2 separate regions of the Mus musculus genome follow, and region 2 is linked to region 1. The links are chromatin contacts, called in public HiChIP or PLAC-seq maps. All regions are on one chromosome and are shown on one strand. The core of a region is the stretch at or near the end of the contact, and the rest is flanking DNA. Distances in the headings are between cores, read along the strand shown.

Evidence for each region. HiChIP or PLAC-seq counts read pairs in DNA pulled down with a chosen protein or histone mark.
Region 2: an H3K27ac HiChIP or PLAC-seq map of hepatocytes shows a contact between it and region 1, with 7 times the contacts expected there. The contact joins two enhancer-like sites. A contact is called at or near these places in 9 of 115 datasets of contacts at active chromatin or transcription factors (VIP interneurons, bone marrow-derived macrophages, embryonic limb bud and 3 more) and 1 of 9 other capture datasets (embryonic stem cells).

The regions. Positions count from the first base shown.
Region 1 is chr16:24,463,282-24,468,255 of GRCm38.p6, forward strand. The region is part of intron 3 of Lpp (LIM domain containing preferred translocation partner in lipoma); the gene reads left to right. Among named protein-coding and RNA genes, the nearest start is that of Gm24440, 59 kb to the left of the region's middle. Within about 2 kb of position 2,545, at least 7 of the 459 cell types and tissues checked have an H3K27ac peak or open chromatin away from gene starts, as enhancers often do. A contact at or near this core is called in hepatocytes, where this site is marked.
Region 2 is chr16:25,039,430-25,044,403 of GRCm38.p6, forward strand. No RefSeq gene overlaps it. Among named protein-coding and RNA genes, the nearest start is that of A230028O05Rik, 18 kb to the right of the region's middle. Within about 2 kb of position 2,037, at least 152 of the 459 cell types and tissues checked have an H3K27ac peak or open chromatin away from gene starts, as enhancers often do. A contact at or near this core is called in hepatocytes, where this site is marked.

The DNA.
Region 1 (4,974 bases), core at 1,295-3,794:
CTGACCTTCTGTAGACATTCTTTGCCACTGTGTGCAGCTACGAGGAGTCCACATCTAGTTGGTGCCCCATTGCTTTTGTCTCTTCCTTTTAAAAGATTTACTTATTTTAATTTTATATGTAGTTCTTCCAAGAACTGTAGTTAATCACAGTTGTGAGGTGCTATTGTAGGTGCTGGGAACTGAACCCGAGTCCTCTGTGAGAGCAGCCAGTGCTTTTAGCTGCTGGCCAGTTCTCCAGCTCTGGCTTTCTTTCCTTTTCTTTTCTTTTCTTTTCTTTTCTTTTCTTTTCTTTTCTTTTCTTTTCTTTTCTTTCCTTTCCTTTCCTTTCCTTTCCTTTCCTTTCCTTTCCTTTCCTTTCCTTTCCTTTTCTTTTCTTTTCTTTTCTTTTCTTTTCTTTTTCTTGGTGGTGGTGTGGTGTGTATAATTCTTTGCTTGAAATAGTCCTTAATTCTTTTCTCTGTTACACTTTGGTCTTGGTGTTTTCATTTTGCAGTATCCTGGTGACTGGAAGGGCACCTCAGCACTTGCATGGTAGTTACCACAGATTTCATGTTTTCTTGGGGAACTAAAACCCTCACTGTTGGTCATTTGTCCCAGTGGCTTCAGGAGTAGGTATAAATTTAAACACCATGCGATACTCATTGTCTCTAAATTGGGCAATAGTGGCTCTGAGAAAAAATTATCCCTGGCAAAAGTAATGCTGTTTCCCTGATTCAGAGGACAACCATCATGCAAGTGCCTGTAGCTACCTCTGCAGGGCTACACGGTGTCATCTGGACTTGCCTGGCACTGACCATCCTTGGGTCTCCTTGGGCCTGTTTAGCACAGGATTACCTCACCCCTTCAATGGCAACTGACTTGAATTATATCAGTTATTAAATATGAGCTAATATTTTTTCCTTTTAATTCAGTGGGTCTGGCTCATTCTCTGATTTAAGCTGGTGATTTATTTATCATAAGGTACGAGACGGCTCTAGCCACTCTATGATGTAATCTAAGAATGACCTGAAAACAAAATAGGCTTTACATATTGAGAGTGTTCCTGTAATACTGTTTATATTGAGAATGGAGATAGGTTCTGACGTTCCCGTGTGTGCCTTTCTTAGCTTGTCTTCCTGTTTTGAGTTTTGATGCCATTTATTTAATTTCACCAGGATCAGGTTCACCTTCAATTTCTTCTTCTCCCCTTGCCCTCGCTGACCCCTGCTTCCCCACCCACTGCTGTCTTCAGAGGGCCCTGTTGCCCCTGTTCTCTTCTTGTAGCACGTCTCAGCTTTACACCCTGCTAGATGACCTGTGGGTTCTGCACAGAACATCTGCCCACTACAGGCCAGTGGGTGTCTCCTCCTCCTAGGTTTTCCGAACCTTTTGTCCCTTGTTGGAAACCTTTGATGTGGACTTTTCACTGCTTAGTACAGTAGCAAGGAATATTCACCGGGGATCAGACTTAGTAGAGGAAATGGACTTTGTCTTGTTCTAGATTGGCTCTTTACACTGCAATTTAGCCAGATTGTGGCCTATCCCCGGGCCTCATCTCATTTGAGGAATGGGTGTTTGTTTCTCACTTTTCATGGTCAACTGGTATTTCAGCAGGGGATCCTGAAGGGCTGTGGGGAAGCGGAGCCTGAGGCGCATGCTGTTTAGCCCTGGTTAGTCAGCCCCTCTGCTGTGGTTCAGGCACAGAAGTAAGCATGAGTGGAGGCATATGGGAAGTTGCATGGCTGTTGGCACAAGACAATTTAAAGGTTCTCTTCAAGAAATGGGGAGGACTCAGTAGTGTGCTTGCTGTGCAAGCCTGAGGACCCGAGTTTGACTTCTAGAACCCATGTTTAAAGTAAAAATAAAGCAAAAAACCAAAACCCGAAAAATCCAACTGGTGTGGTGAAATGTACTTGGAACCCCTGTGCTGGGAAGGCTAGGGAGCCTGGCCTGCTCGGTGCCCCTGGCCAACGCGAGACCCTGTTTCAGAAAGGAGGATGGATGATTCCTGAGGAAGAATTACACCTCACGTTGTCTTCTAGCCTCCACACGCTTGCCCCAATTCAGTAAATACAAAGATACAAATAAAGGTCCCTTTTTGCCTTGCATTCTGAGATTCTTGGGTTTGTTGACCTTAAGTGTCTTTTCCAAGATCACATAGCAAATTGTAGCATGGAACTCAGTTCTCAGCTATAGAGAGGGCTAAAAGCTACATGCTCTAGTGTGACCTTTCTCTGCATATGTTGCTTGAAAGAGTTGAGAAGCTGGGTCAAGGATTAAAAGGTTGGTGGCTTATGGGAGCTGGGTGCAAGACTTCCGAAGTTCTGTGTCTCTGCAGTGAGGTAGGGTTGGGCGACGGCTTTCTCTGTCCTCTTTGCTTCCAGGGAAGTCAGAACACCCATGATGATCTAGTTTATACTGAAGATGGCAGTTGAAGGCTCAGGCCACAGAAGTGACGCTGTCAGAGTCTTTCTTGGATTGGCCTTGCTCACTGACTCCATTAGTCTGTGTACTCTGCTTCCTCTCTGAGGCACAACGCTTAGCTCTTGGCAAAGTCCCCAGCTTTCTCTGTGCTAGGTCAGATCAGAGCTCGTGCTATGGCATAGCGGGGAGGCAGGCATGGGGATGGGAGAGGCCAGTCAGGTGGTCAGCCCGCAGCCTTCCAGTGCACTGTCAGGGAGCCCTTCTGCACTGACCAGGTGCAGGCAAAGAAAGAGGTTAGGAGTGAAGAAAGATTTCAAAGGGATGAGGGTGGACAGATCCAAGGTGGTGGTGTCCTCTGGTGGGACTCTGACATGGAAGGGACAAAGCTCACTCTAGTGTAGTCTGTAATTATTTGTGCAAGCCTTATCTGCTCCTGTTAGCTCCCAAATAATTGACACAAAGACCTATTAATTTTATTAATAAGCTGCTGGGTTAGTTTTGAGCTATTCTAACCCCCCAAGGCTGTCTAATTCCCAGCCACAGGTCATATACCTTCACTCTGAGTCTTGCCCCAGCACCCTTACGTCCATATGTGTCCTCATGTTTGCTCTGTCATCAAGCCCTCATGGTATATATTCCTTGGCAACCTGCTCATCACAGCTCCTCAGTCCACCTCCTCTTCTCCCCTGTCCTGGTCCTTCTCTTTCTTCCCTCTACCTGGCACCTCTGGCTGGTATCAGAAGTCCAGCCTTCCTATTTCACCTGCCCAGTCACAGACTGAATCAGCTCTTTATTGACCAATCAGAGATGATGGAAAACAGTTTTTACATAACATTGAGACATGAGATGGTTCACAGTGCTGGTCATGCTTCATGCTTGCCCATCCAGACTGTAGGCTGATGTCTGGGCAGAGAGATCAGCATCTGAACACAGTGCACAAGGCCAGCCCTAAGACCCTCTGACCTTGGAGGGAGCAACAGACAGACAGCGAGGTGAGGGTGGGGACTCAGAGTGCTGCATCACTGCGGGCGTTTCTGTAGTGACTGACACTGCTGCTTTATAGGGGAGTGAGCAGATTAGACTGGTTTTCAATGCTTAGCCTTTCTGCCTTTTAAAAAACTATTGTTTGGGCTACATGTATGTCTGCATAACACATGGGTACCTAGTGCACTTATAACCCAGAAGATGGCATCAGAACCCCAGACCTGGAGTTACAGATGGGTTTGAGCTGCCATGCCGGTGCTGGGAATTGAACCTGAGTCCTCTAGAAAAGTAGCTGGTGCTTTAAGCCACTGAGTCATCCATCTCTCCTGACCCAACTTTAGTGTTTTTTGAAGACGTCCCTGTCTTACTCTAGAAATTTCCTGAAGATAAACTTTATCTGCATTTAAATTCCCTTTTAGGATGAAAGCCTTAAAAGAGTGATTTTCTCTCTGCACCTGGAGATGCTGATATATCTCAGGCAGGTATACAGAGTGCTGTGATAGGGAAGACAAGAGGGGATAACTAACTGAAGACAGGTTAGAACTGCTTTGAACTGAATGGTTTTTGTTGTTGTTGTTTTTTCTTTGTCCTTTCCTTTCCTTTCCTTTCCTTTTTTCTTTTCCTTCCTTCTTTCCTTCCTTCCTTCCTTCCTTCCTTCCTTCCTTCCTTCCTTCCTTCCTTCCTTCCTTCCTTCCTTCCTTTGTTTTTTGCTTCTTTACAAGGAAGTTGCAGAGAACTGTGTTTTCTAGGTCCTCTCCTTTCCTCCCATGCATTGTCAGTGACTTGCTGTGCCCTGCTTGGTACTTTCCTGTCTGTCCAGCAGAGCACACATCTGCAGTCTTTCCTTCTCCACTGGGTTGAAGCGCATTGAATTCTACCTTATTTCATACGAGGCCAGTTGTAGCACATCCTCATCATGGGTGACTCATTAATTTAACGACTTTAAAAGAGCTTACTATGTACCTGTTCTATGACCCTGTTCTAGCTGACAGGAGCACTTGTGAACACGGACGTAGAGGAAGTCACCCAGCAAACCAAAGACAACCAGGATGGGGACAGGGGAAAGTGTTTCAGTATGAGTGTAAGCACGTGCAGAGGTCCCGAGACTGAAGGACACTGGGTAGATGAGGGAACATGCTGGCACAGCTGGAGCAAAGGAGTCACACGTGTAATAACCATAGTGACAACAGATGACATCGAGCAGACTTTGAGGATACTCTGAAGCAAAGGGAGATTACTTCAACCATTTAAAGAATCCACAGAGATGTAACAAAAAGATTGACCTAGGCGGGGTTGTAGCTGTATTGGCTCAGGACACATCTAGAGCCGAGAGAGGGTGTTGCGGTTTCCCTCCTCCGGCAACCCTCCTTGATGGGGACTCTCGGTTCAGAGGGCGTGTTCTCTCCTGCACAGTGCACACCTGCACGGATGCTCACCCGTGCAGATGGGCAATTGCATGCCTAATCACCCACTTATTTGTTTTCCACATGCAAATTTGGGGTTTTTTTGCAGATGGATTTAATATATTTGTTGCTTCCCCATTTTATTTAAAACAAAGCAAACGGCCAACCATGTCAGTTGTGGGTA
Region 2 (4,974 bases), core at 787-3,286, 580 kb after region 1:
TACTCAGTATTATAGCCACCCAAACACTCCCCTTTCCAGGCCTTTCCCAGCCTCTATTTGATGAGTTGATAAAGCCTCTGCTGCTAAAAGCAAGACTAACCAAATAAGTTTTAAAGCATGCCAGAACCATTAGAGTAGATGACTTTTAACATCCCCTCTGTTAAATGATAAAATAAGTTTCATTTAAAATGCTGAAGAAATTAACAGTTGCTAAGGAAAATGACATGTGAAGGTCAAGCCCTTGTCACTGAGTGGGGAAGGGATAGTGATAGTAGGAAACTAAGTTGGTCAACTCATGATCTAGAAGGGCCGTAGCAAGTGTCACACCCAGTGTGTTGAAGGACAGATGGAAACCTGGCTGTGAGCTCTGCATCTAACCTATGGCAAGACTGGGCCTTAATTTCCTCCTCACCAAACTGAAGGATGTCTGTACTTGATGTTTTTTGAAGCAGTTTCCACTTCAAAGCCGAGGAAGCTAACTTTGAGTGTAACTCCTAACAAGCCCTGGGCAAGAGGAATCAGGCCGGCCTCCCTGTGCGCTGAGAAGCGCCTGGTTGAAGCAGATGGAGTGTGTCTATCATGGCGGCTGCATAACCAGTCTGGTCACTTCAGATGTCTCTCCAATTAACACTCATGGAGGCGGCCAACTGCTCAAGCAGCAGAATGTGATGGTGGAGAAGACGGTGGGAATGCCTGGGCCCGATGCCACACCTATTATCTAAGCCTCCTGCCTGAGATGGGGGAGGAGTGGGAGGGGCCAGCCAGACTTCACAGAATGTGGGAGGTGGGAGGAGGGGCGGGCAAAAATGGGAGGTGAGATGCCTGCTCAGATTTCTTTAGCTGCGGAGTCCTAGAAAGTTAGAGATGGGAGCGCTCATTCAGTAACAGCCCTTACTACACACTTTTCATTTCCTCTTCTTCATTGCCATTATGCACAGGGTGCTGTCACCTCTTGCTCCTTGCTCCCTGAAGGATCTCCCTGCCTTCTCTTTTATTTTATCTTCCTTCTCAAAATCAGGTCGTACAAGACAGCCAGAATAAGATTTCTAAAATACGAACGTGGTCCCTTGGAGTAGTTCCTCCTCATTGTTTTTGAGAGGAAAAAATGTAAGCCCTAAAGCCCAACATGTTTCAACCTAAGAGTCGTGATCCTTTTGGAGGTCGAATGGTACCTAAATAGGGGTAGCCTAAGACCATAAGAAAATACACATATTTACATTACGATTCATAACAGTAGTACAATTACAGTTATGAAGTAGCAACAAAAATAACTTCATGATTGGGGATCACCACCCATAAGGGAGGACTGTATTAAAGAGTCACAGGATTAGGACGGTTGAGAATCGATAGTCTAGACGAACATACATGTTCCTAGGGAACACCACTTTGTGCCCCTTCTCTCAGCCCACATTTTGTAGTCATTGGGGGGACTCTTTCTGAAAATTCCCCAATTCCCTGCCTTCCATATTTCTTCTTCTGTGTTCCTTTTCTTCCTTGTCCAAGAAGTTCATGGCTTTTAAATCCTAATTTAGGTAAAAGCTCTCTTAGGAGCCCCTCTAGACCTGCACTTACCGGCCTCTGCTCCAAGACCTGCGGTGTAACCGCTACCAGAGCTTTCACCTTCTGAGTTGGTCCTTACAAGCCTCACCTTCGACACACTGGGATTTCGGGGGATGAGGGATTGTTCTGCTGCCGGAAGCAAGACTGATTTCGACAACAGATGTTTTAGCGATCTCCGGAATCATTTTCCGCCGAGGTATTCCACATTGCCTTCAGCTGAGACTTGGTCAAGGAAAGCTATGCATACAAACTACCTGAATGGAGGAGCCTTGTCTTTAAGCAGGCCTAGAAGGAGGAAGCGACTCGCTGGTGACCACAGAGAGGGAAGACCAGGGACTTGCACCCTTGACTCCCACACCAGCACCCCACACAGGTTTAGTAGTTTCAGCCAACTCTTTCCTGTCAGAAAGACGCACTCTATCGACAGGGGAATTGTGCAAGGGCAAAAGAAATCAGTTTCTCTGGTGTGCCAACTTCCCAAGCTTGTGAAATTCCTGGATTTGTGGATTGGGGAACTGAGAGACATGCCATGTGGAGTCGGCAATGGGCAAGTAGGCCTATCTGAGATGTACTGAGACTGGCAGCAGAAGGGCTTATTTAGGGAACAAAAATAAAATTATATATGATACTCTACCTCAGGTGGGTATGTTAGCTATGTGGGGTTTTTTGTATTATTATTGTTGTGTTTTAATTTTTTTTTTTTTTTTTTTTTTTTTTTTGGCCAGACGGTGGCCAACAGACTTCCAGAATATTCCTTGTTCAAGCACGTAGGAAATCCCTGCCTGTGTTGGTCTTGGGGAGGGAAGTTTGGCTATGAGCAATTTTTCCTGAAAAATCAAAACAGCTCTTCCAAGTGGGCCCTGCTTCCAGGGGCAGTGTGAAGCTGGGCATGCTTCCCTGTGCCTGAGTGTGAGCATGAAGGTATCCGGAGGAGGGAAGGGTGTCTGAAGGTCAGGCTGCTGGGAATCCAAACCTCCAAGCCTGATTTACAGCCCTGGGCCTCAGGTCTCCTCCCACTCAGCCCACAAAATCCCCCAATTTTCTTCTCTGTGAGCCAGCACTCTTCAGAGCTGGGAAATGAGATCTAAGCAGTGGCTTTTTTCTGGGCTTACGTACGCTATGGATTCTTCCCTGAGATGGTGGCAGAGAGGAAGGGAAGTGGTTCTTGAAAGTGTGGGCAGAACACTGGGGTGAGTCAGAAAACAGCAGCCAGCCTGCAACAGGCTGGAGACCATCCAGCCTCACGCTCTCCTTGGCTCCCTTTCTTTTTGATTTCCTCTCTTATTGTGACTTTCAAATAAAATCTTATAGGGAAACCCAACATACTAAACTTAACAACAGAACTGCTCCAAGCTACAGAGGATCAAGGATCAAGTTCTGCTTCTTTGTTCTTTCCCCGAGCATCTGCCAGGATGGAGCCTGTGTGTTCCCTGCCTGGATCTCTTGGCTTCATGGAACACAGCTGCATAGCTCTGCTGTGATCCAACACCAACATGTAAGACATGGGATGATTGATGCTCAGGAAGGTGGTGAGTCTCACTTAAAGTCACACAGGGAACTAGGGGGCCAGTTGGTGCACCTAGAGACCCCTGGCTTTCCTCTTCCTCCTCCTCTTCCTCCTCCCCTCCCTCCTCCTCTTCCTCCTTCTCCTTCTTCCTCTCTTTTTCTTCTTCCTCCTCCTCTCCCTCCTCTTCCTCTTCTTCTTCTAGTCGTCTGTATGGGATGCCATGTGGGCTCTGTAAAGACCTTAGGTTAAGCAATGAGTAAACCTCATTTTCAGTAAGGAAAAAGTCAGTGCTTCGAATTTCTAGGTTTATAGCTCCAAGAAATCAGCTCCTTCAGTCTGGCTGTTAGCCCAACTTCCATACCCCCAGGGAGTGGTTCTTCTCTTCAAACTTGGAGCCAGCAGTCCCCTTTCACTTCCTTGCACATATCATTTCTCCTGGGCTGGGCTTCTGCCTCCTTGTTGCTATAAAGTGAAACGAGAATGCATTTCTTTTTCTTTACCCTAGCAGGACTCGACCTGCCTCTGAGCCTGGCTCAGGTATGAAGATGTGCACCTACTCCTAGCTTTGTAAGCCAAGCTCTGCCTGAATCCCTATCCACTTGTTCCCAACTATGCTGACCACAAACGCTCTGCTTAGCACCCAGGACTTCACTAGCATGTTTCTCACACAGACTACCATCTCCATCTTTTGGCTACCCTTAACATTCCCCTGACAAGCCTTTCATGTCTACAAGTGTTTGAAGCAGTAGTGTGGAGATGGGAGGGGCTGGCTGCACTTGGCTGTTTCAGGCTCTCCAGTCTTTGTATTACAGCTATTCTAAGCCAATCCCACAGCCCTACGGAGCTGTGGTTTCCAACTGTGAGCTCCTAAACTCTGTGTCAGAAGAGCATCGCAGCGAAGATGTTCATCCAGTTCAGCAGAGGTCAGATGAGACTCTCAGGTTTGTTCTCATAGACTATAGCTGTCTAGTCAAGCCCAGTCATGCCACTGAGCTGAATCTTTTCCCTTTCCCTAAATGTTACAAGATCCATGGATTTTCTTTTCCCCCTCCCTCACCAAACCACTACTTACCCAGAATGCTCCAGGGCATCTCAAACTCTGAGACTTAAAAATCTATGCCTGATCGCTTTCTCTCCCTTTGTCTCTCTGTCTCTCTCTCTGTCTCTCTGTCTCTGTCTCTATTTTCCTGTCCCAAGACTATGGCTGTCACCCTGCTGACAGACAAATACAGTTCTAGAAAACTATTTTAGATATTCTCATCTGCCCTGCTGTGTCCAGCTGCCCCCTCAGAATACAGGTGTCAGAATTAGATCCTCTTGGCTGTTGCCAAAAACCAGGGAAAACCAAATACCTGTCCTCTGAAAGAGACTGGCATAAAAGAGGTCTGGGCAGTGGTCTCTGTATTTACCACATATGACAGTTTGGGATATAGATTCAAACGCTGACATTTCTACCTTGAAGACAACACTGGGACCAATATTCCCCATTCTCAACGCACTGCTTCTGAGAGCCTATATGATGCCCTTTCTTCTAAGACCCATCCTTGCCACAGACCACATGGCAATCCATTTTGTGACCTACCACAGTTGTCCAAAGAAGGCACCAGGAACCACGATCCTTTTGAGGAAGCCAAGACTATCCCCACCGTGCCTCTGCAAGGCTGAGCTAGGAGGCAAGTATGATACTGGTTGGAGAGTTTCAGTATGTGAGATTGGGAAGATCCATCCTGGGTATTGCAGGTCCCCAAAGAAGTACCCTGAAGTAGAGCAGCTAAGAGTAGATGGGAGAAGGCAAAACCCTATCCGACTCCCTAATTCCAGCTGCTACTATTGCTGATCTTCTGTATTAAAGACACCCTAACCTCCCAGAAGCTAAAAGCTCACTAGGGATGGATAAATACTTCAGA